Regions from separate parts of the Mus musculus genome. Here all the other regions are linked to region 4. Evidence: chromatin contacts called from public promoter capture Hi-C data. All regions are on one chromosome and are shown on one strand. Each heading gives the region's core, a stretch centred on a gene start, on an enhancer-like site or on the middle of the called end of the contact. The rest is flanking DNA. Distances are from core to core; before and after follow the strand shown.

The links. Promoter capture Hi-C pulls out the DNA fragments that hold promoters and counts their contacts. Capture Hi-C pulls out chosen DNA fragments and counts their contacts.
Region 1: a contact with region 4 is called in a promoter capture Hi-C map of adipose tissue, with 3 times the contacts expected there. The contact joins the promoter of H2bu2 here to the promoter of Tmem11 in region 4. A contact is called at or near these places in 1 of 39 promoter capture datasets (pre-B cells) and 1 of 9 other capture datasets (adipose tissue).
Region 2: a promoter capture Hi-C map of liver shows a contact between it and region 4, with 2.5 times the contacts expected there. The contact joins the promoter of 2310033P09Rik here to the promoter of Tmem11 in region 4. A contact is called at or near these places in 2 of 39 promoter capture datasets (cranial neural crest and pre-B cells), 1 of 484 Hi-C or Micro-C datasets (B cells), 1 of 115 datasets of contacts at active chromatin or transcription factors (thymic regulatory T cells) and 1 of 9 other capture datasets (liver).
Region 3: a contact with region 4 is called in a promoter capture Hi-C map of liver, with 4 times the contacts expected there. The contact joins the promoter of Guk1 here to the promoter of Tmem11 in region 4. A contact is called at or near these places in 2 of 39 promoter capture datasets (liver and pre-B cells).
Region 5: a contact with region 4 is called in a promoter capture Hi-C map of liver, with 3 times the contacts expected there. The contact joins the promoter of Akap10 here to the promoter of Tmem11 in region 4. A contact is called at or near these places in 3 of 39 promoter capture datasets (the C10 cell line, liver and pre-B cells), 1 of 484 Hi-C or Micro-C datasets (CD4 T cells) and 1 of 115 datasets of contacts at active chromatin or transcription factors (astrocytes).

The regions. Positions count from the first base shown.
Region 1 is chr11:58,945,086-58,950,812 of GRCm38.p6, reverse strand. It overlaps H2bu2 (H2B.U histone 2), which reads right to left and starts at 1,902. Exons shown (of 1, transcript NM_030082.4): 1 at 1,441-1,902. The coding sequence starts at 1,873. The coding sequence ends at 1,493. It overlaps Gm51864 (a long non-coding RNA gene), which reads left to right and starts at 58. Exons shown (of 2, transcript XR_003949558.1): 1 at 58-769; 2 at 4,650-5,727.
Region 2 is chr11:59,206,369-59,211,702 of GRCm38.p6, reverse strand. 2310033P09Rik (RIKEN cDNA 2310033P09 gene) reads right to left here and starts at 3,342. Exons shown (of 7, transcript NM_024210.2): 1 at 3,030-3,342; 2 at 2,838-2,883; 3 at 2,652-2,734; 4 at 2,503-2,575; 5 at 2,310-2,395; 6 at 1,599-1,730; 7 at 967-1,476. The coding sequence starts at 3,274. The coding sequence ends at 1,359. It overlaps Arf1 (ADP-ribosylation factor 1), which reads left to right. Exons shown (of 5, transcript NM_007476.3): 5 at 1-291.
Region 3 is chr11:59,189,174-59,194,299 of GRCm38.p6, reverse strand. It overlaps Guk1 (guanylate kinase 1), which reads left to right and starts at 2,348. Exons shown (of 8, transcript NM_008193.3): 1 at 2,348-2,549. The coding sequence starts at 2,489.
Region 4 is chr11:60,876,145-60,881,765 of GRCm38.p6, reverse strand. Tmem11 (transmembrane protein 11) reads left to right here and starts at 2,728. Exons shown (of 2, transcript NM_173453.3): 1 at 2,728-3,053. The coding sequence starts at 2,998.
Region 5 is chr11:61,928,673-61,933,631 of GRCm38.p6, reverse strand. It overlaps Akap10 (A kinase (PRKA) anchor protein 10), which reads left to right and starts at 3,375. Exons shown (of 15, transcript NM_019921.3): 1 at 3,375-3,643. The coding sequence starts at 3,556.

The DNA.
Region 1 (5,727 bases), core at 653-3,152, 1.9 Mb after region 4:
AATAAACTGCTCAGGTGTGTTATTTTGGCAGCCACAGCTCAGAATGGGGGATGATCTGTCCTTTTGTAGAATGTGAATTTTAAGGAGTAGATGAAGAAATGTAGAAATTTGTCTCTGCTGTTGAGATTTTATAATATAGAAAACTGAGAGCAACTGTATACAAAATCAATGTCTCTGGCTTCATGTTATAAGAGAAAAAAAAGCAATGGTCAGGTGAAACTGAACAACTGGAGAATGTCAGGAGCGTACAACAGATATTGGGAATCTACAATCATAAGAATCAGGGCAATGTACATGGCTCGTTCTCTGGGCCTGAAAAACTTAAGTGTTAGGTTGGGGGAGGTAGGGGATGAGGGATTTGCAGGCATTCAGTCTGAAACAATGAACTGGTTATTCCCCAGGCTCAACTACATGTTCAAGACCAATTTACTAATTATTAGGGAACCAACCAAGAATTTTGAGCGAGTGGAAAAAACTGTCTCTTTAAGAAGAAATTACCAATAGAAAGACTCGCCTTTCGTGTATGAGACAGTAAGAGGTTAAATGTTGACAAGTGAGTGGCTGTCGCTGGAGGTGGTGTGAGGAGGAAGACCGCCATTGTTCACCAGTGAAACCACTGTGTAATCGGAACCCGGGGCAAATAGTTCATGGAAGATGGGCTTCTCCGACATGCAGTGAAGAACCACTGATCTTTGATTTTTAGAGGACGAATAGTTTGTACTATTCTTGCAAGCCTCATTCATTTAATGCAACCTACACTGAATACAACGTACGTAGCCTTTTGTTATTTTAAGGGGTCTAATTAATTTTAAAGGATGTTTCACCATTTACTAGAGCTCTGTTAATATATTCACACATTTATATGACAGATACTCTCATACATACGCATACATTGAGATGAAACAAAAAGACCTTTCATTGTTTAAATACTTCTACGGATAAAATACCAGAATCTTCACCGGCGGGATTGTTGCTTAATTAGATCAGGTTGGAGAACAGGAGCTGTGCAGCCCACTGTTAGGCATTTTGAGCAGAATACAGTAGAAAACCTGCTTAAACTGTTTCTGGCCAGAAGATTTTAATTCTGGCAAGGGGATAGAGCAAGATGGCTCCAACAGCATCAGCGCTGAGCGCAGCACTCTGAGCCTCACACAGCACTCTGCAGGGGGAGGGGAATGGAGAGAAATCTTGTTGCTGACACAGCCTCCCTCCCACCCTCCCTCCCACCGCGCAATCCATACCAAATTTCCCCAGGAGCCATCTATTAAACTACGCTCTCTGTGGCCAAAATTGAACCAAATTTATTAATACCATTATGAACAAGAGGTATTATCTCAGGATCCCAAGGTCCAGTACAACACCCCCCTCCCCCCCGGCCCATCCCAATGTTCATCAAGTGAATGACAATCTTATTCAGGTAGCACGCTCCTTTTTTGAGCTTGGAAGGTGGCTCTGAAAAGAGCCTTTGGGTTGGGGGCGCTCTCGCCGCGCCTCACTTGGAGCTGGTGTATTTGGTGACTGCCTTGGTGCCCTCGGACACGGCATGCTTGGCCAGCTCCCCGGGCAGCAGCAGGCGCACGGCCGTCTGCACCTCGCGGGACGTGATGGTCGAGCGCTTGTTGTAATGCGCCAGGCGGGAGGCCTCGCTGGCGATGCGCTCGAAGATGTCATTGACGAACGAGTTCATGATGCCCATGGCCTTGGACGAGATGCCGGTGTCCGGATGCACCTGCTTCAGCACCTTGTACACGTAGATGGAGTAGCTCTCCTTGCGGCCCCGTTTGCGTTTCTTGCCATCCTTTTTCTGAGCCTTGGTGATGGCTTTCTTGGAGCCTTTCTTCGGGGCGGGAGTGGAGCGGGAAGGCTCCGGCATCCTGCTGCACTGGCTGCACCCAGACGAACAAGCAAACGGTGAAGGCAGGGTTATTTGTCATCTTTATATTTAAATGAAGGCTCCAAAGTACTCTTATCTGATTGGACAAATATAAAATGTTGTAACTAGGTTACCCCGCTTCTTCTTTCCTATTGGACAGTATCCCAACCAATCCGAAAGTGTATTGGCAGAGCAAGCTCAGGTGTCTTATCTTTGTCTGAACCCTTTGTTTCAACGGGTACGATTTAGCGTCTTCCCCGGCTGTGCATCGGGCTGTGAAGGAACGTTGCGGCTGGGTCTGATCCTTGTTGAGCTAAATCGCCAGCCATTTCTTTCTCACCCTCAGCTAATGAGGGAGAAGCTTGTTGCCTGCTTAGAGGAGGAAATGACAGCTTCTGACTTCCATTTGTTTCTAGTCAGTCTCCATCATTTCTATGAGGATTCATGACCAAATTCCAACAGTTAATTGGGAAATCTGAAAGCAAACTAAGGTTGTTTTACTGGAAGTGTGTGACTGGGTAGACTTTCATTTGGAGAAAGGTATGATACTTGGGACGCCCATCACGTCTGGAGCTGAAGCAAGGGTACCATAATTACAGGACGCTGCAGGTTAGGGAGGTTACGAAGCGCTCTATTTCTCGCGCGCGCGCGCTCACGCACACCATCCCTCCGCCCTGCCCTGCCCCCGCACGGTACTGAGAGAAAATAAAAAATGCTATATATTCTCATGGCTCACATTTCAGCATCTCTTGGAGAGCTGGCTTTATAAAAGCAAACTGTTAATGTCCTACCTTAATATACGCTGAGTGAGGATCTGAATATTACTGATTGACAAATCCTGGTCTGAAGGTCAGTTAGCTGCTATATCTGGGATAGGCAATCTACGTCCTTTGCATCTCCATTTCTTCATGTGATGATGTAATGCCTTTTAGATACTGTGAGTTCATGTAAGTAAAGAGGCTGGCAAGGTGCCCTGTGCATACTTGTGCGTAATTTCTATGAGCTCTATTCACGTCGACATGCATTTTTTTTATCTCTCACCGAAATACAGAGAGAATTATAATCTCTCACATAGAGATGTGGCTGTCGCTCAGGTGTCTGCGGGGTGAAAGATAATTTGGCACTTGGCAGATGCACAACCAATGCCTGGTGAAAGAACAAACCTGGAAGCCTATTCAGCTGGCTGCTGGTGCCTGGGATGTCTCAATGCTCAGAATCATGAATTCATTTGTCAACAACATACTCCTGGTTATCAGCAAGAGAAAATGCTTTCAAAGCAGCACTGTAAAAACAAAACAAAACAAAACAAAACAAAACAAAACAAAACAAAACAAAACAAAACAAAACAAAACAAAACAAGATGTAGAGCCTGGCAATGGTGGCCCACACCTTTAATCCCAACACGGGGGTGGAGGCCTGGGGGGTGCAGATGCAGGCAGGTCTCAGAGTTTGAGGCCAGCCTGGTCTACAGAAGGAGTTCCAGGACATCCAGGGGTACACAGAGAGACCCTGTCTTGAAAAACACGAACAAGAACAAGCAAGCAAACAAACAGAGAAAAATCACTTAGGGGAAAAAAAAATTAAGGGTGTGTGTATGTGTGTGTGCGCTAACCCTCCTATACACTTAATGTAAAGAAACCTTGGGCTAAAATTTGCAACTACTGAGAGCCAAAAGGTTAATGTTAGAAATATCTATAAATTAGAGAAAATTTACAAATTGTTTAAGAATATGAATAGGAAAGGGAAATTTGAAAAAATAACACTACTATCAAACTGACATAAAAGAGATGCTCATTAAAACAATGGTAAATGTCTCACCTACTAAAATCGTAGTGGCCTGAGCAGCCTAGTGCACGCAAAAACACTGCCCTACACTGAAAAAACGCTGAGGAAATCTGGAAAAATATACCAAGGTTCTCTAAGCTATGCCAGAAACCCCACTGTTGTAGTCTCCCCAAGCAACAATCATGCTTGCAAGCGAAAGTGAGCATTCAGCTTCATAAAAAAAAAAATATATATATAAAGAGACGAAGCTCAACCATGAAAGATATACAGTAGAATCAACTGGGTCTCACTTTTACAATGGAGTTTGATTCTAATACCTTTAAAGTCTTGACTGGGCAGTGCTGGCACATGTATTTAATCCCAGCACTTAGGAGGCAGATGCAGGTCGATCTGAGTTTGAGACCAGCCTGGTCTACAGAGCAAGTTCCAGGACAGCTGGTGCTACACCAATAAACCTGTCTCAAAAAACCAAAACAAAAAACAAAAAACAAAAAACAAAAAAACAAACAAACCAAAAGAAACAAAACCAAGAAAAAGGGCAGGGCCTCTGGTAGCTCATCCAGCCTTGCATATCTGATCCATAGTCTTGCTTCCTTCTCCAGTGGTTGAGATAGCAGCTAACCTCACCTGGCTCATTAAATGATGTTTTAAAGGCTATTTAACAAGTGAAAATAATACAAAACTTGATAATAAGTACAACTGCATGAGGTGTCCCTTGAAGTGACATGGACATCAAAGTCACTTTCCACCCACCTCGGCAGTGTGTTATTGTGTGTCCACACTGTGTTCAAAGTGGACAAAACCCTGTCTCACTCCCTCACTCCAAGGCCACACTGCAGTGGTGACTCACCTATGGGGATGGGGTGATCCTGAATAAAGATGTCCTATTTTACAGGTCATTTAACATGGTTAAAAAAAAATACTCAGTGAATCTGGAATTGTATAACGTATAGAGGTTGTCAGAGTAACAACTTCCTGTCCTTCTTCACAGCAGGACGGTGTGGAGAGGTGAAGCAGAGAGGTCGTGAAGGAAGGGTTAACTTACTCACCAACCAAATAGTATCCGGTCACAAAAGACTCCAGAACGACGAAGGGACTGAGAGCCATAGGTCAGTTAAATACAATTTGAGCTTAATATTAATATGCCTCAGGCCCCAGCAACACACACACACACACACACACACTCATATTACTTCTACCTGAAAACCTTGCCAACAAGTGCCTGTCTAATCCCAAGCCGGTGTCACTTTTGCTATTGGTCATTTGGCCAAAGATTATTGTTTTAAAGTATCTTGCACATTCCTCCTCATTTGTGTCTTTCAAAGCAAGCAAGCAAGCAAGCAAACAAACAACAAACGATTTCCTTGCTCCAGCTTCTTTGAATGTGCCGTCCATCGCTCACGTTTGGGATACGGGTTCCCACCGCAGCACTTGGCTCTCCGAGGGCAGCATCCCGTGATTGACAGAGCGGTATCATTGGTCTGGAGAACTCCTGTTGTTATTGGACCAACATGTTGGGTCGCAGGTGACACACTGGCAAACTGAAGAATTTTGCTAGTGAGAAAGAAAGGAGGAGAGGAGAAAGAGTTGGTAAAGAGAAGGAAGGAAGGAGAACCCAGGAGAGAGGAAGACAAGAAAATGAGAACAGAAGGCCACCAGAGCTAGCTCAGTGGGTGTAAAGGACCAAGTGTCACGCCCTGGAGGCCAGAGTCCAATGCTAGTGTCCACATAGTGGAAGGGGAGAAGGGACTCCTACACGTCGTCCTCTGGACACCAATAAAGCCATACAACATGAATCAAATGTAACTTTGAAAAATTAAGAGAGGAAAATGAAAAGGGAAAAGCTAAGGAGAAATGGCTTCCTCTTCAGGCACTAAAGGCAGATACACTTGGGTTTGGCAGTGAAGGTGATGTTGAAACTTTTTGTTTGTGCTTTTTTTTTTCTTTATTGGTTCTGAAGCCCAGTGCCTGGCACTGTTGGCTGTCGGTCCACACGTGGAATGAGTTTCTTTGGCATTAATAAGCACCTTGACATGTGGGATATTTTTTTGGTTCTGCTCTGCATACAG
Region 2 (5,334 bases), core at 2,093-4,592, 1.7 Mb after region 4:
CACCCCCATCTCCATGTGTGAAGTAGCTTCCTCCCTCAGCCTGCAAGGGTCCGATTTGCCATCGAAAGACGACCTCTACTTTTTTCTTTTGTATTTTGATAAACACTGAAGAAGCTGGAGCTGTTAAATTTATCTTGGGGAAATCTCAGAACTGGTTTATTTGGTGTCGTGGAACCTCTTACCGCTTTCAATACACAATTAGTAATCAACTGTTTTGTATACTTGTTTTCAGTTTTCATTTCGACAAGCACTGTAATTATAGCTGTTAGAATAAAGTCTCTTAACTATTTGATGGGCTTGTGTGTCAGTGCCACCACTGCCAGGCTTCTTCCTGAGATTGAGAGCCCTTTTCATGCTATAGGAAACAGGGAAACAGGTGCCCTTTAAGCCCTAGTGTAATCTGGTAAGATCTGGATGTCTTGACGTGCTTCTTTCCTTTCCTTTCTGTGACAGACTGGGGCAGCTGGCCTTGGAGTGCTTATCTCTGGGTAGGTGTGACCACTAGAAGATCCAAAGTTTATCATCCTTCCGAATAGGCCCCTGCCTAAGTGGACTGACCTTCACCCCCTTGAGGTCTTAGATAATTAGTCTTCTCTCATGCTTAGGTGGCTACCTGCAGGGCACAGGTCTTCATAGAAGCAACAGCATGAGTCTCAGGACATTTTGGGGTCTGCCCAGAAGTATGCATTCACAGCACAATAGCTTTTACAATCAGAACTTTCTATACTGTAGCAGCCCTAATTTCTACTGTCTTGCTATTATCTGGCTGTTGAACCTCTTAGGGAGACAGCAGATGCCTTCAGATCACAAAAGTTTGTTCTTCCAACTTCTTGGCCACTTGTATGGTTGTAAGGCAGCCTCAAGGACAGGATTCTGGTCCCTAGACCCAGTTCCCTTAATATATACTGGAAGGGGGCCCCATGCTCCCAGCCTAACCTGTCCTCAGCGAGATAATATACACTCTACTTTTAAAATACATTTACTTAAGTACAAAGTGGGCTGATACACACACAAAAAAGGAGTAATCAGTAACACGCACCCTAACCTCAAGGGCCTGGCCTGTGGCAGCAGAGACAGTCTCCTGGGCAGTTAGATCCTCCTTGGCAGGGGGACAAGGCAAGAGCACTACCCTCTTAGAACCACTAGACTGGTAACCCAGGACCCACTCTATGACCTGGAGTAGTTGCCTCCAAATGGCAAGATAGATCCTAAGATCCAGCAAGCTTGGCTCAGGATCCTGTTGGGGAGCAGCCACCTGCCTTATCCCAGCCACAGAGGGACAGTTAGTTGGGCAGGTAGGGAGTGGGCTGGTAGCTACTTGGCATCCAGGGCTCTGGTGTCCTTTGGTGTAGCCATTCTCAGTCATCAGAGCTTCTGTCTTGTCGTCTGCGGGATGGATTCCTTCCACTGTCCTGGCTATGTTCCCGCTTCCTCTTAGAGCAGGGAGAGAAGTCAGAATGTCTCTGGTGTCTGGGCCTACAAAGACAAGGACAACCAGACACTTAAAGGGTCCCTCACCCTGCCAAGCACCACACCAGGCCTGGCTAGCTTTGCCTCCCATTTCCTTAGTGTCCCAGGTAGAGTTGGGCCTAGCCTACCGGGGAGGAGAGGGAGATGAGGAGCAGCTGTCAGCCTCCCTCTTATGTTCTTTGTCTTTCTTCTTTTTGTGTTTCTTGTGTTTCTTCTTCTTTTTCTTCTTTTCTTTCTTGCTTTTCTTATGGCTCTCTGCACTGCAAGAAACAATACAAAGGATCCGAGCTTGAAGGACTCGTGTCTACTCGACTGTGGGGTAGTCTCACCCAGCAGGGAAAGGCAGACTAGAACAGGATCCATTGTGCACTGATAATATCTACATGTCGGGAGTTCATATTTATAAATGAGCTTATTAGGCTCCATGGCCACAAAGATGAGTGCTGGAATGCTGCCAACCTGGTGAGCCTCCTCTCTCCTTGGAGACAAGTTCTCATTATGCAGCCTTGTCTAGCTTGGAACTCACTATTTTACCTAGGTACAAAGTTGAGATGACACAAAAGTAGAAGTAACCAGACACACGTACCAGCTTGTGAGAACTCTGAGAGATCAGCCTGCTGTCTACCAAATGCTGGGATTAAAGAAAGTTGTGTGCCGCCCACCCCACAAGCACCTCCCACCAAACTGGCCAGTATCATGGTCCTGAGCGTCACCCTGCTGGGTCACCTATGGCAGCTACTGAGACTCCAGCCCAGAGATGGAGGTCCGCCTACTTCAGTCAAACTAAGAGAGCTAAGGCAGTCTGCCCCTTTATGCACAGGGAGGCAGACTCAACTTACTCCGGTTCGACCTTGTCCTCAGCGCGAGGCTTCTTCCTGGGAGCAGTTGGGGCAGTGCTTGGGCCTTCGCTGTCCACACGGTGGTGCTGTATGACATGAGTAGCCGTGGTGAGGAACACCCAGGGAATCCTGCCCCACATCTCAGACACCTCTAAACCCCAGGATCCTGTGCATTGGGCTTGACAGGGTTTACCGTGAACACTGACAGCCCAAGTTTGGCAGCCTCTTTGTCTTCTCGGGATAGCGCCACACGGCCCGCGGAGCCACTGCAGGGGACAGAGCATTTGAGGACAGTTCTCAATCACCGCCCAGGCCTACCCTGGACTCCCCAACTAGCCTAACCTGGCGCTGCCCAAGCCCAGGAGCCGGTCCACGCCCTTCTCCTCGGGGTCTCCTCCTTCCCGTTTGCAGATCTCCACGAAGTCCTGCGAAAGCAGGGTAAGATAGGAGGTTCTAGGCCGAGACAGACGGACCCCCCCACCCCCCCCCAACCACCCCGCGGACCTCGAACCCATATCTCAGACTCACCTCCTTGCTCAGGCCGGTGGGCTGTTTCCTCACGTTCTTGTAACCACTGCGAGCAAAGGTCAGGAATGCTCATCAAGGGTCTGGCCCCTCGGTCCCCTTCTTTCCTGTGCCCCGCCCACATCCAGCCCCGCCCCAGGGCCACCCAGATCCCGCCCTCGGGGCTTGCGGTCGCCCCGCAGACCAGGCACTTACAGTGCGGCCAGCAGCGCCTCACGCTCCGCCTCGCGCACGGCTGCCAGCTCTTCCTCACGGCTCGGGCCGGTACACGGCGCGCGGTCCTTCGCGTACCAGGTGAGGTCGCGGCCCTTCTGCCAGCGGCCTACTGGCGCCATCAGCGAGTTGCCCAAGTAGTTCTCCCTCTGCTTGTCAGTCTTCACGTCCTCCCAATTGAACTGGTCTTGTCCGCCACGCACGCCACCGCGATTGGAGCCGAACATGGCGCTGGAGCCACTGCACAGCCTTCAGTACCCGCGGTCTCTAGTCGGACTTCCCGCAGCACTCCGGACGCACGCCGTGACGTCACTCTCGCGCCCCCGCGCGCGCCTGCGCTCTCGCTAACGTGCCCGTGCGCCTGCGCACTGCGTATCCGAGGGCCTTATCAATCAAGATCCTCTTTCTAAAGGGCGTTCAGGGCTTCTCTGGCGCATCCTTCATCCTAGTGCCACGTGCGCCTGCGCAATAGCTCCTCAAAAAGGCGGCTGTGCTATCCCACCTGATAACTCTCGTGTGAAGGAATCTCGGTGGAAGGGGACACTACAAAACCTTAGTGACACCAGGAGGGGCCGGCCCCTTGCTTTCTGGAAAGCCAAGAATGCTAACTCCAAAGGTCCCGGGTCACTGTTGAAACTAAGTTAAATAATGGCAAACCTTCACGGAACAGAGGGACAGATAAAGTCACCAAAGAAACATGGATTCACTCTTCCATGCTCTGGGTGACAGAATATGCGTATGTGACATGAAAGCCAAAGCATCCCTAAACCAGAGCGATCTGTGTTCTCTGCAGGTGAAGCTTTACTGGGCAATTTACTGAGGCTGCGCCTCAAAATGAACAGAAACTGAGCTACATCTTAATGACAGATCACTTGCTTAACATGATGGTCTTGGGTTTCATCCCTAGTCTGAAAAAATACCCATCCTGGAACTCTCTAGCATCCCAAATAGACCAAGACAGCCTCATTTTTATGTCTTCATCCTGAACACGTTGAGTACCTGCCACAGCTTGTGAGGCTCTTGGTATGAGCCCTGAGGTCATGGCCTGGCTTTAGAGGACACAGTTGGGACAGATTCCTCAGAACAAGATCATACTCGGGATGAATGGATGGTCCCAAGGGGAGCTGCACAATAAAGTGGAAACGTATCCTTTATTTGCCTGATGTAATTGTCATTTCTGAAGCTTACCGCCTCTGTCTGCTAACCCAGGCCTTGTCCTGGAAGCTTCTAGCCTCCATACAATCTTATCTTGGCCTAGAATGTTTTCAACCTCTGAGACCTATTGCTGAATAAGCTCACCCTTTAATGCTCTTCTGAACTCTATCTAGCTGGGTGGTCAACTCAGCTATTCTGGCTCAGACTCCTCCACACTGAATGATTCAAATTGGCTTCTTCCAGCTTCCCCCGAATTGCTCTGCTTGGCCTCATACGACCTTTGGTATTATGTTCTAATCTCTGGCTCATTTTCTGGCTCGTTCTGTCTTCACCTGGCTAGTTTGTTCTTTCTCTGCAACCTGTCTCTGTACAATGGTCCCAGTAAACTGCCCTCTCCTATTCTTTCCCCTAAGTCACTTCTTTCCTCTCTGTTCTCATGAGAGATAGGCATATCCTATTCTGTCAAATCTCCCTGAGTCACTGGAAATCACTTTCAAACATGGGTGCTTCTTTCTAACTAAGTTTACCTTCATTGGGATTAAAGGTGTGTACTAAGGCTGAGGCACACAATTAGAAATGTTTTTTTCCAGTAAACAACAAAATCTGCAACAATAAGGGAGCATCGGTCAGTCATGTGGGCCACAGCAAAAGAAGAGCATACTAGCCGTCTCCTAGGAAAGGTCTCCAGAAAGCCAGGGAGCAGCTTCTGGGCCTTCACCTTTAACCAGGCCAGGTATGCTTAGGACACGGAAGGTCGAGCTGCATGGTCAGATCACAGAATGCATACTAGGTGACGCTAAGGAGGAGGTGGACTATGGGTCTGGGAGGTCACGGGACAAATGTCTAGAACGGTTCTAAGGCCTGTGCATCCTTGTATAATCACCTATTCTAGTGACACCCAGAATGTCAAGTAATGGAGTAACACGATGAAGGGTTGGATAATCCCAGGCCTGCTTTTGAGGTTAGCTATTCTGTGTGCTCCTTCGTCTGGAGGAAGCCAGTGGGATTTTATACCAACATCAGGAGTACAAAGGTTCAGGCAGCTACTCATAGATTTGGTTTACATAGTCACTTATTCTGCAGAATGGAGTACACCAGGGGTTCAAGACACACTGCCTGGCCACACTCCTGG
Region 3 (5,126 bases), core at 1,099-3,598, 1.7 Mb after region 4:
CAAACAAAACAACCTCCCCCCAAATACAGTTATATAGGAGGGAGGAGGGAAGAGGAGGGGGGGACAAGAGAGAAGACCAAGAGACAAGATCAGAGAACCAAGAGAGCATGGCAGGATGGAAAGTCTTTATAGGAAAGAGACACTGGGGGAAGGGAAGTGAAAGAGAGGTTTAGGGTAGGGGGCTGGGGTGAGATGAGCAGAGGGAGCCAGGATGCCAGCCAGGGAGTCTGTACCAGGTACTTGGCATGCTGAGACAGCCTGTGGTTAGCATGCATTCTGTATGCTAACAGGCACCACAGCCATTTGTCCTGAGTGTCTTTGGGACCTGAGACCTGGAAAGGACATTGGCAAAGAGTCATGCTGCTTGTGATAAGTCATGCTGGAGGACGGGCCACCCGCAGCAAGCAGTCACACGATGGGAAGTGCTGTTGAGCCTTGGTCACCATTGTCCCGACCTACAGCGCTTGGCGCTTTTACCTCTGCTCACTCTGTTCTTTCCCTGCCCAGTCTTGAGTTTTCCCTCTCTCTCCAAATCTTTTCAAATTCTTCTTGCCTTTCAGCCTAAGAGAAGCCAATTAAATTAAAAACAAAGAACCTGAGTGCTCTGCTCTTCACAACCACTTCTGCAGTCTTAGCCATTCCGTTCAGCCTTCCATAGACTGCAGGGCACAGTCTCAACACAGCCTTATAGTGGTGGGACAAGACCAGATCCATTCCACCCTCCTAGAGAATATTCCCTCCCTCCCCTTCCCTCCCTCCCTCCCCTTCCCTCCTTCCTCCCTCCCTCCCCTCCCCTCCCTTCCTTGCTTCCTCAGAGGCACCAGAAGAGGGCATCATCTCATTACAGATGGTTGTGAGCCACCATGTAGTTGCTGGGATTTGAACTCAGGACCTTCGGAAGAGCACTCGGCGCTCTTAACCCCTAAGCCATCTCTCCAGCCCCCTGTGTAATATTTTTAAGAGTAAAATTAGGCAAAGATATTTCTTATAAAGTCAGTACATTTTCCAAGGAATCTCATGTGCACTTCCTTCACTGCCCCTCTAGATCACCTCGAAGCTCAGGACTTCTCTCCAAAAAAAGCTTTTGGAAAGAACTGATACTTAACTCAACTGTGCTGCCCACTTTACTGCAATTCTTTAATAAGTTTGTTTTATTTAAGACAGGGTCTCCCTATGTAACCTTGATTGGCCTAGAGCTAACTATGTAAATGGAACCTGTCCTGAATGTTCTAAAGGTCGGCCTACCTCTACTTCCAAGTGCTGACATTAAAGGTGTGTGCCACCACATTGGGCTTATTTTTCTTTTATCTCCTGAATTAAAGACAACTTCAGCATTCTCTGAGATCTTTGCCTTCCCGTTTCTTTCTTTCTTTTTTCTTTTTTGTTTAAGATTTATTTGTTTGTTTGTTTATTTATTTATTTATTTATTTATTTATTTATTTATTTATTTATTTATTTATTTATTGTAAGTACACTGTAGCTGTCCTCAGACACTCCAGAAGAGGGAGTCAGATCTCGATACGGATGGTTGTGAGCCACCATGTGGTTGCTGGGATTTGAACTCCTGACCTTCGGAAGAGCAGTCCGGTGCTCTTACCCACTGAACCATCTCACCAGCCCCTGCCTTCCAGTTTCTTGAAGTAACTTATTTAAAAAATACTTTGGGGAGCCACAATAGTACATACTTTTGTTTGAGATGGGGTTTTTCTGTGTACCCTGGCTGTCCTGGAACTTGCACTGTAGACAAGGCTGGCCTTGAACTCAAAGATCCATCTGCCTCTGCTTCCCTTGGTATACATCTTTTTATTACCGGCATTTGGGAGGTAGAGGTAGATGGCTCTCTGGGAGTTTCCAGACAGTCAAGACTACATAGTAAGACCCTATCTAAAAAACTAAAAGACTTAAAATTAGGTGTATGTGTCTATGTGTTTGGGTAAGAGTACATGAGTGCAGGTGATGCGCCTGCCCAACCTGAGTGCTGGGAACTGAATCTGGGTCCTCTGGAAGAATAAATAGCACGTGCTAGCCGCCTCTTGAAATGATTTAACAGTTAACCGGCTAACCCGAAAATGTAACTAAACGGATTCGAAGCTGACTTCTGATGTGTTCCTCTCAGGGTCTTTGTAAATTGGTAGGGTTTGAGCCTAGGGAAAGAAAGGAGGGTACGGAAAAGGGCGGAGTTTGGAGAAGAAACAACGAAGAGAAGTGGGCGTGGTCGTCGGGGAGAACCGCGCAGTGCGCCTGTGCATCATCGCGGCCCCCCCCCCCCCCGTTGGGCTGAGGTGTGGCTGTCGCTTGGGGGCCGTGACAAGGCGGGATTTAATGTGGTGTAGGTGGGGCCGGCGAGGGAGACGTAATGTCAGCGGGCAAAGGTGGGACGTGGCCGGCGCTGGTGCTTTGCGTACTCGGTGTGCGTAGCCATGCCGCCCTCCGGTGTGTTCCGGTGGGCCGGCGCGCCGCTGTGACGTAGTCCTGCGGGCGGTCCCTGATGCTGCGGCGCCCGCTGGTCGGGCTGGCGGTGGCCGCCCTGGGTCGGGTCCCCGCGGACGGTGAGTGCGCTGGTGGCTGGTTGTCTTCGGAGTGGGACTTGTGGCAGCATATTTCCCTTGCGTGCCGTCTCCATCTTGTGGGGATGCCGGGTGAACGTGTTTCTCGGGACCCCAGAACGACAGGGATGGGCACGCGGAGTCCCAGCCACCAGCAGATCGGTGCAGCATGAGCCTAGTCTGCGCTCTTCCTCTGTTCCCTACCCAGCCGGCGTCCTGGGTAGGCTCAAGCACATGGCTTTACTCCTGAGCCATTGCGGGCGTTGGACTTCAGTGCCTGCAGATGGTGCAGGCCCTGCAGACTATTAGGATTTGGCTTGTCCCGATTTGTTTTGTTTTAGAAAAAAATATTAATCTGCCTTTGGGCTTATTATTCTCAGGCATCGTTTTATCCAACGTGGAAGTGGGCGGGGTTCGTTCTGGTGGTGCCTGGAGGTGGAGCAGGTGACATTAGCTCCGCGGTATCTGAGGAGAGAGGGAGAAAGCAAGTAAATGACTGGTCAGCCTTTGATAGGCTCCAAGGAGAGAAAGAAGAATGCAGTTTGTTTCTGTGGGTGCTCCTTCAGTTCACCTTGCAGGAGGTCATAGGCTAGTTATGAAAGCGACTACTAAAGTTGTTTCCCTTTCTCGTCTGTCTTGACAAACACAAAATATCCAGGAAACATGATGTAATTGGAAAAGAAAAGGCAGAAGGGGATGTGAGAGGAAAGAGCCCAGGCGACAAAGAAGGAAAGTTAGAGTAGGGTTGAGCTCTTGGGAGGCAGCCATATGAGCAAGGCTTCTTGTATCCCTGACTCTTCTGGTTGGGACTTAATCTTCCCTGTCCCATCCTGTCCTGTCCCCATCCTCCCTGATTGCATGTGATGGTGTCTGTCTTCCTTCCTTCCTTTCTTTCTTTCTTTCTTTCTTTCTTTCTTTCTTTCTTTCTTTCTTTCTTTCTTTCTTTCTTTCTTTCTTTCTTTCTTTCTTTCAAGATTTATTTATTATCTATAAGTACACTGTCTCTTTCTTCAGACACACCAGAAGAGGGCATCAGATCCCATTACAGATGGTTGTGAGCCACCATGTGGTTGTTGGGATTTGAACTCTGGACCTCTGGAAGAGCAGTCAGTGCTCTTAACCACTGAGCCATCTCTCCAGCCCCGGTCCCTATCTTTCTTGATTCTGCTTCTGCTGGTCCCTAGTCTTCCCTGCCCTGCCCTACCCATTCCCTGCCTACACGTCCTGGGCCTCAGTTTCCTTTGCTCTACCCTGTCCCCCATCCTCCTCCACCGTTCAGTCTTCCCTGACCCTGTAAAGCCTTGGTGTCCCTTCTGCACGATCGAGCAGATGACAAACTGTGCAGTGTCCTAGGGTCTTTCCCCTTTATCCTCGTTGGGTTCTGAGCCCTTTTTCCTTTATGTTCCCTCTACCTCATGATTCCTGGCCAAGGAATCAGCCCGTTCCTTTTTGTCCTTGCTGGGAAGAGACACAAACGAAGATGGGCAGCACCAGGAAGGTGCAGCAGGCTGTCCGTGGTTGGCTGCTGCTCCTCCACCTCTTTGTTGGGAGGCCGTGGTAGGTCCATCTGGCTCAGAGGAATAAGATTGAAAATGCTTTGGCTGCTCTGGCTGCTGCTGTTGGAAGAGGTGCCTAAGTCCTGGGGGCTCAGGGCTCGGGTGTGTCACTCATGTCTGCCTAGCGCTGTTTGTCTTGGAGGACTAGTAGTTCTTCTCCTTCCTGGAAGGGCCTGCTCTTCAGTTGACAGGAGGGAGGTGATGGTTGTGACAGATTTCCAGTCCTAGAGGCCTGAGGTATAGATTGGAAGAGGATGTATAGGAAGTTTTGTCTAGGACGTCCCAGCAGAGCATGTTCCCTCCAGTGCTCCTATGAAGTCGCTTGAATCTTGGCTTGTTTTACAATTAGGGGCTTGGGGCTCTTTGTCAGGCAGTTGAAGTTTGGGACTGGGAAAGCTGAAGAGATAGGGGTCCAAAGTTTCTTCAGTGGTCTCCCCAAAGGAAGTTGCTTCTATCCACCACACACTTCTGTAAATGCTAGGCCAAAGACTATATCTATAATTTCTGACATAAGCTGTGGCCCTGTGGAGATGTAGTAATGGTCTTGTCACCTGGCTACTGGTGAGAGAGAGCCCCTCCTTCAGTGGGCCTGGGGATTTCCCAGGTCCATACTAGTCCTGCCTGGCCCACACTCTCCTTGCTGTCTGCCACTGTACCACACGGCTAGCTAACTAAGGTCATCTGGTGTAGTCTTTGTAGATCCAAGCAAGTGTAGTGTCATAGAAGGTCACCGAGGGCTGTCAGAGATCCATGAGCTGTATGTGCCAAGGGATACCTGCTGGGACTTTGCAGAACCAAGGTGTGAACAGGATGGCACTTGGAGAGATGTCTTCCCGTCACTTGTGGTTTAGCAACAAGACAGAACTTACACACTGTGACTCCTGAAAGAGGGCTTGGGAGTTAGGTACCTCAGTGGGGAAGCAGTCTGGGTGTGCAGCAGTGTGCAGAGCTGGGTAGGAGTCAGCTGTCTGATGTGGGTCTGCATGCACATGCACTGCATGCTAGTGTCCTCCTTCCTGCTGCC
Region 4 (5,621 bases), core at 1,479-3,978:
TTGTTTTGGTCCTTAATATGCACCGATCTTTCCATTTTGAAAGGGAAATGTTTATTCTCTATCAGTATATGATTTCTATTATTATTATAGCTCACTGTTAAGACTTTGGACTTTTATTTTGTGGTTTTTCAAGACAGGGTTTCTCTGTGTAGCCTTGGCTGTCCTGGAACTCATTCTGTAAAACAGGCTAGCCTCAAAGTCAGAGATATGCCTGCCTGCCTCTACCTCCCAAGTACTGGGATTGACTTTGGACTTTGTTGGGATTTTAAAAGTTGAATTGTTTTTTTATATTATGAGATAAGCCTGAGATTTGGAGAAGGAGGAGTGAAAGTTTACGGTTATGGCTTAAAGCAGTGTTTGTCAAATTTATAAGTGATAAGGTTGTTTTGTGTTGCCAACTTTACACAAACCTACCCACTATGGGAGGCAAGAGACCCTGAACTATACACAAGCAGAGAAAGAGAAAGAACTGGGTATGAGCACACATTAATACATCCTGCACTCTCGCTCTTTTTTAAAAGATTTGTTTTATTTATATGAATACACTGTAGCTGTTTCCAGACACACCAGAAGAGGGCATCAGATCCCTTTACAGATGGTTGTGAGCCACCATGTAGTTGCTGGGAATTGAACTTAGGACCTCTGGAAGAGCGGTCAATGCTCTTAACCGCTGAGCTATCTCTCCAGCCCAACCTGTGCTCTTTACTGTGGATGTAGTGACAGCGCTCTCACATTCCTACTGCTCTGACTTCCCTGCCATGATGTCATGACTGTCAGTTATGTTTCTATTGAGGTGATCAGACACCATGAACAGTTAAACTCAGAAAAGAAAGCATTTGATTAGAGGCTTGTTTGCACTTTCAGAGGGTGAATTCATGACCATTATGGTGGGGAGTATGGCTGCAGACAGGCAGGTGTTGGAGTAGTCACCAAGAGCTTATATTTTGAAACAATCACCAGGCAGAAAGAAGAACAGGGCCTGGCATGGGCTTTTGAAACCTCAAACCCATTCCCGGTGACTCACCTTCAACAATAAAAGCCAGACCTCCTCATTCTTCCTAAACAGTACAATTGGGAATCAAACATTTAAATATATGCGCCTATGGGGACCGTTATTAAAACCACCGCAGACTATGACCTGAAGTGTAGGCCAAATAAATCCTCTTCTCCCTTAAGTGGCTTGTGTATTTTTATCACAGCAACAAGAAATAAATCTAAGACAGGGACATAGATCCCCGGTGGGATCCACCATGTCTCTGACTTGGCACCAGAACACTAGATCCTTGAGGACTCCCAGTAAAGGCAGACCCTCCTGGCTAGCTGCTTCCCAGCTTAAATGTGGGCTTGGCAGTCCCTGGTCAGTACACATTGTTTTTTGCTCATACTGCAGTAGGGCTGAGAAAAGGGTTCAGACATCCCCTAGGCAGTGGCTATAGGGTAATGGGAAAGAGAACACGCCCCTGCACCTTTTTTGTTTTGTTTTGTTTTGTTTGTTTGTTTGAGACAGGGTTTCTCTGTAGCCGTGGCTGTCCTGGAACTCACTCTGTAGACCAGGCTGGCCTCGAACTCAGAAATCCACCTGCCTCTGCCTCCCAAGTGCTGGGATTAAAGGCGTGCGCCACCACTGCCCGTCACCCCTGCACTTTTATCAGGTTCCTAAAGAGCTGAGAGCTTTCTCACAGATGTTCCTGGGTAGTAGAGTGTAGTTAAGGAAGGGGGAAATGGGAGAGAAAACATAGATTTTTACCTCCTGGCTGAGTCACAGGGACCACCTACATAAGTTCCTAGGTTCTTGTGTCTCAGGACAAAGAATTGTATCAGAGATGCATAGTTAGCAATAGAGGCAATTTACTTAAAAAAAAAAAATTTACAAAGACACTCAGGTAGGGAATGGGCTAGTGATCTGGAAGAATGCATAACCTGAAGTCCTTAGCCATTACCTGCCTTCTCCAGGCCAAGTTTTTCTCTTGCATGCTGTTTGTTATTGAGTAATCCAGGCAAGGAAGGGATCCCAGGCACTATCAACTGGCATTGATTGATTGATTGATTGTGTCTGGGTGTTTTGTGCACTACACGTGTGCTGTGGTCGTAAGGCCAGAAGAGGGCGTCAGACGTTACTGCAATAGCTGACTGTTGTTAGCTACCACGTGCCAGAAACTGATCCACAGTCCCCTGAAAGAGCCGTTAGTGCTCTTAAGTACTGAACAATCTCCGCAGCCCCCTCATACCTTATTCTTGACGTCTCTCTACACATCCCTATTCTTTTGCCACACTTGCATGTGTTACGAGTTTGGCAATCGGAGGCGGAGTTGCATATTCAATTTGAAAACCAGGAACTTTATAGAAACCAGACAAGCATAAAACCTGACTGGGAGGAAAAGGCGTTTTAGGGCAAGCACATCTACAGACCTTCAAAATCTCTGGATTTGTCAGCCGGGCAAGTTCCGGTCAGGAGAGGGGGGCAGTTGACGCCGCGGAGGCAGAGGTAACCTTCGGACTGAAGGTGCACGAGTTCTGGTCTGCAGATGGGAAAGGAGAAAGGTTAAGCTGCTCAAGTCATTGTAAAGTGTGAGAACTGGGGGACTCAGGCCCCCAGCGGCCGAAGCCACGGTGAAGGGCAACAGGGCCGAGGCCAAGGGTTGGGCCTCTCAGGCTGTGAGGGCGGGATCGTCGCGCGAAGCGCTCTGGGAGTGGTAGGCGCTTTCTTTCCGCTCTCCTTCAGCCACTCGTTCTGGGAGCCCAAGGACGTCCAGGCGGTGGGCGCAGCGACTCGCACTTTGCGACTTGAAGACTCTTTCCTAAGGCGGATCCCACCCCCTCGCCCTCTTGCGCGCGGCAGCTTACAGCAGGCTTCCGGCGTGAGGTATTGTGGGCAGTGTAGTCCTTCTCGCAACCTCCCACCTCGTCCGCGCGGCTCACGGGACTACGTTTCCCTTCGGCTCCCGCGCGCCCTGAGCCGCGTCGGCTCCAGCCCCCGACGAACCGAGAGTCTCCAAGATGGCCGCGTGGGGAAGGAGGCGTCTGGGTCCGGGCGGCGGCGGCTCCCGAGAGAGGTAAGCTGGGCTCGCGACCGCGGGCGAAGGTCGACCGCAGAGCCGGCGAAGCCTCTGTGCCACGCGCGACTCCGGATCGTGTGCCCGCCACGCGCGGGGCCCAGTCCGCGGGGGCTTAGGTGTGGGAGGAGCGGGGCGGCGCGACGGCCAGGAGCGAGGGGAGCGCGACTCGGAGGGGCGGCGACCCGCAGCCGGGTGGGCGGTGAGCCAGGGTGAGTAGCTGCGAGGGCCGCCACGCTGTCCTACCGAGCGTCCTGTGGGCTCCGGGCCGCTGGCTCGCGCACGTGGCCCGCTCGGCCTGGGCGCCCGGTGTGGCGTGGATGGGCTCCGGGGAGAGGAGGAGGGTAGAGGCTCGCGGCGCCGTGTGCTTTATAGGGGCGTTTGCTGAGAGCGGCAGCGTGCCGGGCGCGCCTCCAAGAGCCTGAGCCTGGCCGCCTTGTGAGCGAGCAATCGTCGCCACTTTTTGAGGGTTCTCTTCGAGCACTTCTGCCCTAAGTCCTTTGTAGTGACCTTTCCTACTGAATGCGTTTGGGGGCGCTAGGGGTTTTGTTTCTTCCAGTGATTTCCGGATGACAAGAGTAGTTGACGTGTTTCGGGTTGAACTTGTAGCCTTTTCCTTCTGGGAATTATTTTTAGCTAATAGGTTACTAGAAGCTGTTCAACGATAAGAAGTTTGGGGAGGTGGGTGTATATCGGTGGCGCTACTGGATTAACCTGCCCAGTCGGTCTTGCTAAGTCCTCCGCATTTTACTGTGGATGTCAGAAAAAGGAAAAGAAAAAAAAAAAAAGCAAAGTTTGACTTTTTCCCCTCCGTTTCCAATGAGTACTGTCAACCATAAAAGTTGTGTCTCAACTAATCTGCGTTGTTCCTTTTTGACTGACGCATCCCATGTTTCTTGCTATTGCATACGACAGCTTTTCCATCCCACACTAGTCTTCCTGCTTGGCAGAAGTGGTAGCCAGTTTTACTCCTGAGTTCGGTTATGCTAAATAATCCGTTCTGCGTTTACTGTGACATGGAAAAGCAGTGGCGAGGAGTGTTTGTTTGTTTGTTTGTTTGTTTGTTTTTTCCCTAACTCCCACTTATTTCTTAGATAAGAACAGCCAGAGAGGTTATCTTGTTTTCCGAGTCCTTAAATCCCTAAGGATGCTTTCAGGATTTTAATTTCAGCCCAACAGAAGGGAAGAACTTTCCTAATATTTCTGTTTGCTTGTTTTTAGAGCCACGTGTGTAGAGTCATTAGAGTTACTGTGTAGCTCTCTCTGGCTGTTCTGAAACTCACTCTATAGACCAGGCTGGCCTTGACCTCACAGAGGCCCGCCTACCTCTGCCTCCCAAGCACTGGGAATAAAGGTTTGGGCTACTGCACCCTGCCATACTCTTGTTCTTGGACACAGACTGAAAGGGCCAAACATGCATGCCTCAAGTGTGAGACAGGAGTCTTGCTAGCCTACCTAAGAAAATGGAGAATTTTTCCTTTGTCTTGAAACAGATATTAATTAAAAGCAGTTTGTCAACCAACCGCCCATAGTTTAGTCCAGGCCTTGCTGGTTGTGCTGCAGCAGCCTTTAAGGGAGTTTAAGTCCAATGCAGACAGAACTCACTGTGAAGCTAGATAGGGAGTGGTTCTCCTCAGAGCCACTGGTGCTTGTTTCTCACTGAAGTCTTAACTAGGTAAGGTTATCGTCCTGGGTCCTGTAGGTGTTCAGGTTGTGACCTTTGCCCAGGAATTGAAGGTTCTTCCCAAACATGCAGGTGCTGTATGTCTGCCAGGGATGGGCGTCTGATTTTATGATTTGAGAGTTGCCATCTGCCCTCCTTCTGGTGCCTGGAGGTTACTCCTCTGTCGGCCTTTATGGGAAGGGCCCTTCCAGAGAGTTCATTCTCAGAACCCCATCTCCGTCAGGCCTCCCACTCTAGGCTGTGTGTGGAAACACACTCCCTCCTGACTAGCAGACTGACTTCTGGGCGCACCTCCATTGCTGCTTGGTGGCCTGACAGGATGGAGCAGACCAGAATAATGTACACTCAGCACCCATAGATTGTGAGCACCAAGTGTTGACTCTGTGACACAAGCTGTTTGTGCCTTCTAAGTGACTCTGTTCCGTGTCACATTTGGACTGACTCAAATTTCAGCTTCATGTTGAGAGAGAGCACTTCCAGAGTTCTTCACACCTTCCTGCCCCTGCCCTGTGCTGAAACCAAAGGGGATGCTGTGTGCTTTGTGGCAAGGCTGGAATGGGCAGTGCTTTGAACAGACACTGTGTTTGCCAGTGGCTGCATACTCTGGTGCATATGTTATATTTAAGGCCCCACTTTGTGCTGGTTGTCAGCTTAGTTTGCAGTGGTTCTTGCTGTGCCTGTTAAGTCCAGAAACACAGGCTAGTACTAGAGCTGAGTGACAGCAGTTCAGTAGCTGCTAGCCATGTGTGGCGATTACATTGAAGTTAAAATTAAGTACAGTGAAAAGTGTAGCTCTCAGATAGTAGACCATGTGTCTGGTGTCCAGTACTTGCTTTGGGCTAATGACTAAGCCTAGAGAGAAGTTTTTCCATCAGTAAAATAGA
Region 5 (4,959 bases), core at 2,126-4,625, 1.1 Mb before region 4:
ATCTATTTGAAAACAATTATTTGACAGAAGTAGAATTTTACCATTTATTTAAAATGAAAGCAAATTGGCACACATACAAGACGGGTATGCTTTTTTGTTTTTACACAAAGAATTAAATCTTGGCTAAATATTTAATACTGTAAGACAAAAAGCATCATCAATGTCTGTCAGAATTGAATATTTTGATTTTGTAATTGTTACACTGCCGCTTTGCCTAAAGGCATAGTACAACAAACTATGCATGTTTGGGGCCATTTCTGAGTTTTTGAGAATCTCTCTGTTAACGGCATATATATATATATATATATATATATATATATATATATATATATAAGAAAATCAAACAGAAAATTTGAAAATCAGATGTTCTAACACAACACAATCCAAAGATACACTACTTTGATATTTCCATGCTGTGGCATGATGGTAGGAAATATTGAACACTTTGTTTTCCACAGTGAAGACATTGTATTTCTATAGCATCAGGAAACTTGATAAGTACAGTAAATAACACTGCAATTCATAATATCCAGTAGTCTTAACTCTGATCTGAGGGGTTTCAAGCATCATTTATTGGTGGAGTTCTATGTGGGAAAGTACTCCCTCAGATTCCTAAGTGCATCGTGTTTTGTGTGTTCAGAAGCAAGAGTGCATAATTGTTGTTGTCATGTGACACAGCAGGGCAAGGGCTGACAGAAATATCTTGGGACTTATCCAACCTTTGAGCTTTAACTTTATTTTTAACTGATTTGTTTGATCACCTACAACTGGACCTCTATGTTAGGGGTAAACATGCTTCTCTGTGTGTGTGTGTGTGTGTGTGTGTGTGTGAGTGTGTGTGAGTGTGTGTGTGTGTGTGTGTGTGTGTGTGTGTGTGTGTGTGTGCATGCAGAGGCCAGAACAGGGCATCAGGTGTCCTCACCTACTTCTTTTGAGTTCTACAGTTCTGAGCATATCTTGCCCAGATTGGGGTCTTCCAAAGCAGGTACAAGTTGTCTGGAGTGGTTATAACTACAGTAAGACTTCCTGAAGTGGGAGTCACAGCTTCACCAACAACCCTTCTTCCTTCCTTCCTTTCTCTATCTTGTATTACCATTGAGATCCTAGGTCATTACAAAGAAACCCAAACCATCCTCTATAAACAAGACATGATGGTGGCAGGATCTCTTGTGGGGTGGTGGTGAGGTGTATGTGTGAAGGATTATGAAAAGTCTTAATTGTAAAGTGCTAGGAACATAGAGAGTACATCACAAGTTCTTAGTAAATAATGATTTCGATTAGCTGACTGCTATGTCTAGCTGTCTGAGAGATAGTGGAAATAATAAAACTTATTCAAGGAACTAACAAAACGAAGCAGTTTTTAAATATACAATTCTGCAGAAAGGGATGCCAGCAAAAAGAAAAGTCAAAAATTTCTGGTGCAATGCTTTGGTACAAGGCAGTGATTTTTAAGGTCCCCCCAATCTGGAGGGGTTTTAAGTTCCCTCTAATTCTATTCTTGTCTCCATTGGCTAGAACTTGCCCCTTTCCCAAATTTCCCATGTTATTGTTTTAGGACACAAAACCTTATCTAATGAATAGTTTGGGGCTTGAGATAGCACCCCTCCTCCTTTTCTGACCATGAGCAATAGGGTAGCAGACTACCTGTAACTTTTTTAGAGTTCTGTGACAAGCCTGCACCAGCCACCAGCTAGGGGGCCTATTGCTTTCTTCTTATCTGTAAATGGACTGTAACAATCTATTTCTCACAGAGAATAAAAGCAACTCCAGAATCTCTGGTAGGGGGGGCTCAAAGAATAAACCTCATTGGAAATTGAGTTGAAAAACACTTCCTCAACACTGATTTATGTTTATTTAGCCTGAGAGAATGAGTAAGGATTCTAGAAATCCTAATGGAGCCAGAGCCCTCCCCTCAACCCCATTGACTTTTTGCTCATTTAAGGGATTTTTCTCACTCATTCGTCTGGTGTTCCTCCTGCCCTGATCAGCTAACCAATAGTTAACAAATACAAAACAGTCTCTGCCAAGACTGGAACTCCAGAAGGGAAAGGCAAAGGAATAATGTAAGACACACCACCCATTCTGCCTAAGAACAGAGTAGATACTCTAACTGTGGATCCTTTGCAAGTGTTGTCTGTGCTCCTAATTGCTAAGCCATCGTTCAACGCCTTGTTTTGTTTTTATCTGTTTGAGACACAGTCTCACCTTGGCCTAAAATTCCCTAAGTAAATCAAGCTGACCTGGGACTCAGTGATCCACTGGCTTCTTTCTGCCTTCCAAGTGTGTTAAAGGCTTTCACCACCAGAGCACCTCCCCTGGCTTGCCTTAATATTCTTAGGCAAGGAAAGGTTTTCAAGGGTGGGCAGTGGGTGGGAATAGGGGAGGGGTATGCCCAGAGTGTAATATTCATTTCCAAATCATCTCAGACCTCCACACCATTACCTCACATGGGGCAACCACAGCCCTGCTCTCCTTTTCAGTTCCTGCCCAGCGTGACCTTGAAAGCTGGCCTAGTTTCCTCCATACCAAGAGCAAGTTTAAAGACTGTTACTAACCTGGAGGGTTTAGTATGGTATCTGTGCACGATGTTATAAATAAGTTTAGCTATGATGGTTTTTCATCATTTAGCAAACAGGCTTGGAAACAAAACTAGCAAACTTATTAACCTGCTCTAATAATATGGTTAAGACTCCAGGCTTTACTTAGTTCCTGTTTTAACACACCGAATAATCAGGCAAGTTGCCGCTTCTGCACTTGTTTTTCCTTCTGTCTCAGGTAGACTTTGCTGATCCAACATAAAAATCAGCAACTGTGTGCATCACGAGTTCCTGGTTCGCTTTTGACAGTAGTTGTAGCTATAGTGGCCATCCATCCAGGGCGCTAAAGGTGGGTAAGCTTTAAGAAAGCCAGAAGATTTATAGGAAGGTGGCTTTCGAATAAGAACGGAAGAAATAGCCCTCTGTTGAGGCTCAGGTTGCTGGCTCTTTCTGTTTTGAGCATCTGTAGGGATTTCATCTGAAAATGAGCCTACCACTCTTTTTCTCCTTCCTTCCTGAGGTCACTTTGAGGGAGGGAGCTTCGGGAGCTACATAAGAGCAGCTCCTCGTCCTGCAGGCTCGCCTGCATCCCCCGGGGACCTGGCAGGGTAAAGCTGCCAAGCAGCCTGCGGCATTTAGCAAGATTCCGCGAAAAGGCTGCGCAGCAGTGCTGGCGGGGGCTTCCCGAAGAGGAGGAGGTTCAGCAAAGAGACGCTGTCATCCGAAGCCTCCAGGGGGAAGGGCTCGCGGACTCGAGGACGCCAGGTCACGTGGGCTGAGCGGGCGCGCGCCCCGGCCCCGCGGGAGGAGGTGCGCAGGAGGAGGCGGGGCCGGGGCCTCCCGTGAAGCCCCGCGCGCGGACGGACCGGAACTCTAAGCGGGTGGCTTGTTGATAACATGGCGGCAGCAGCTGCCGGGGCATCCCGAGGTGGCGGCAGCGCCCACACCCGGAAGAAGGGGCTGTTTTCGGACTAGTGCAGCGGCTCCTGCGGCCCCGGAAGTCCCGGCCAGCTGCTGAATGAGGGGAGCCGGGCCCTCCCCGCGACACTCCCCCCGCGCCCTCCGCCCCGACCCGGGCCCCGCCATGTCCTTCTTCCGGCGGAAAGGTAGCCGAGGGGTCGCCGGCGGGGGGTGAGCCGGGTCTCGGGCAGCGGTGGGGCAGCAAACCTGCAAGGGTTTTGTCAGGGCGGCCGCGAGGCTCTCGATGAGCCGCTCGGCCTCGGCGCCGACACCCGCGGTGCAGTGTGCTGCCCGGGACTCCGCAGGGAAGAAGGTGGCCTCCTCAAGCGAGGTCGAGGGGCATTGTCGCTTTGGGCCAAAAGTGTCTGCTTAAACCCATAGAAATTAACACCTGTTGGCTAAAGAAAAGGTTTTCCTGGTGTGTTTGGTTTCTGGAGGTTTGTATGTGTGTGTGATCCACGCGCGCACTGTGGATGAAGATCAAGGAAATCCCTTTACTTATAGGAAGTCTTGACTTTTCCGAATATTGGGGGGGGGGGGTTATACCTAAAACCACGTGCAACTGTTATTTCTTCAACTAGCGCTATTTTCTAGTTTCCTCTTTTGGGGGCGGGGGTGGAGAGCGGAAGGGGGCCCACTGTTATTCCTAAAATAAAATTTCTTACTACTGAAGTTCCGTATTCAGAAGACTACTGCTTTTGATGATTGAGCAACTTTACTAATTATTGAGACCGTTGCTGCTACTATAAACGAACTACTTAGATTTCGGATGTCCAGTTGTAAAAGCTTACTTAGTTTTTAAAGTAGAGGCAAGGTGATTTTGATCCTGGAAAGGGTTATGGTATTTCATTAAATATACATACACAAATTGATCAATCAAATCTCTTTAGGTGGAGGTGGTTGTATCTCTTCATTCTTACTGAGAAGATGTATCAGACAGACTTTTTTTTTTTTAAACATAACACCAAATCAGACTTGTATTCACGTGATAGCTTTTTCATAAACTCTGTAACCCGAAACAGCCGGTTAACCCACTTTTTTTCCAGCTGAGAATCAGATGATTCCTAAAGGCCTCATAGGACTGAGGCTGTCTGTTGATGCTAGGTGAGGGAATGAATGAAACTGGTAAATAATAGGAAGCTTTATCAGTAAAGTGTCTTAATATCTCTGGAGTTGTTAATGTACCTAGGTTGACAGTGTTGTGGTGCTTGTTTTTTAAGGGGGGGAATGCATTCTAAGTATGGGACTAATTCAAGTTGAACAACAGACTTCTGTCTGTTCATTTAACACACACTGTCGAGTGTCCAGTCTGCCAGACACTGTCTTAGGGTGTCATGAAATAGTTATATGGACGTAGTCTCTGTACCTATGAAACTCATTGATGCTGAAGGCAGGCAATAAATAAGGCCAAAAAAAAAAGTGTGTATATACTTACAAATTGAATGATGTGTAATGAAAGACT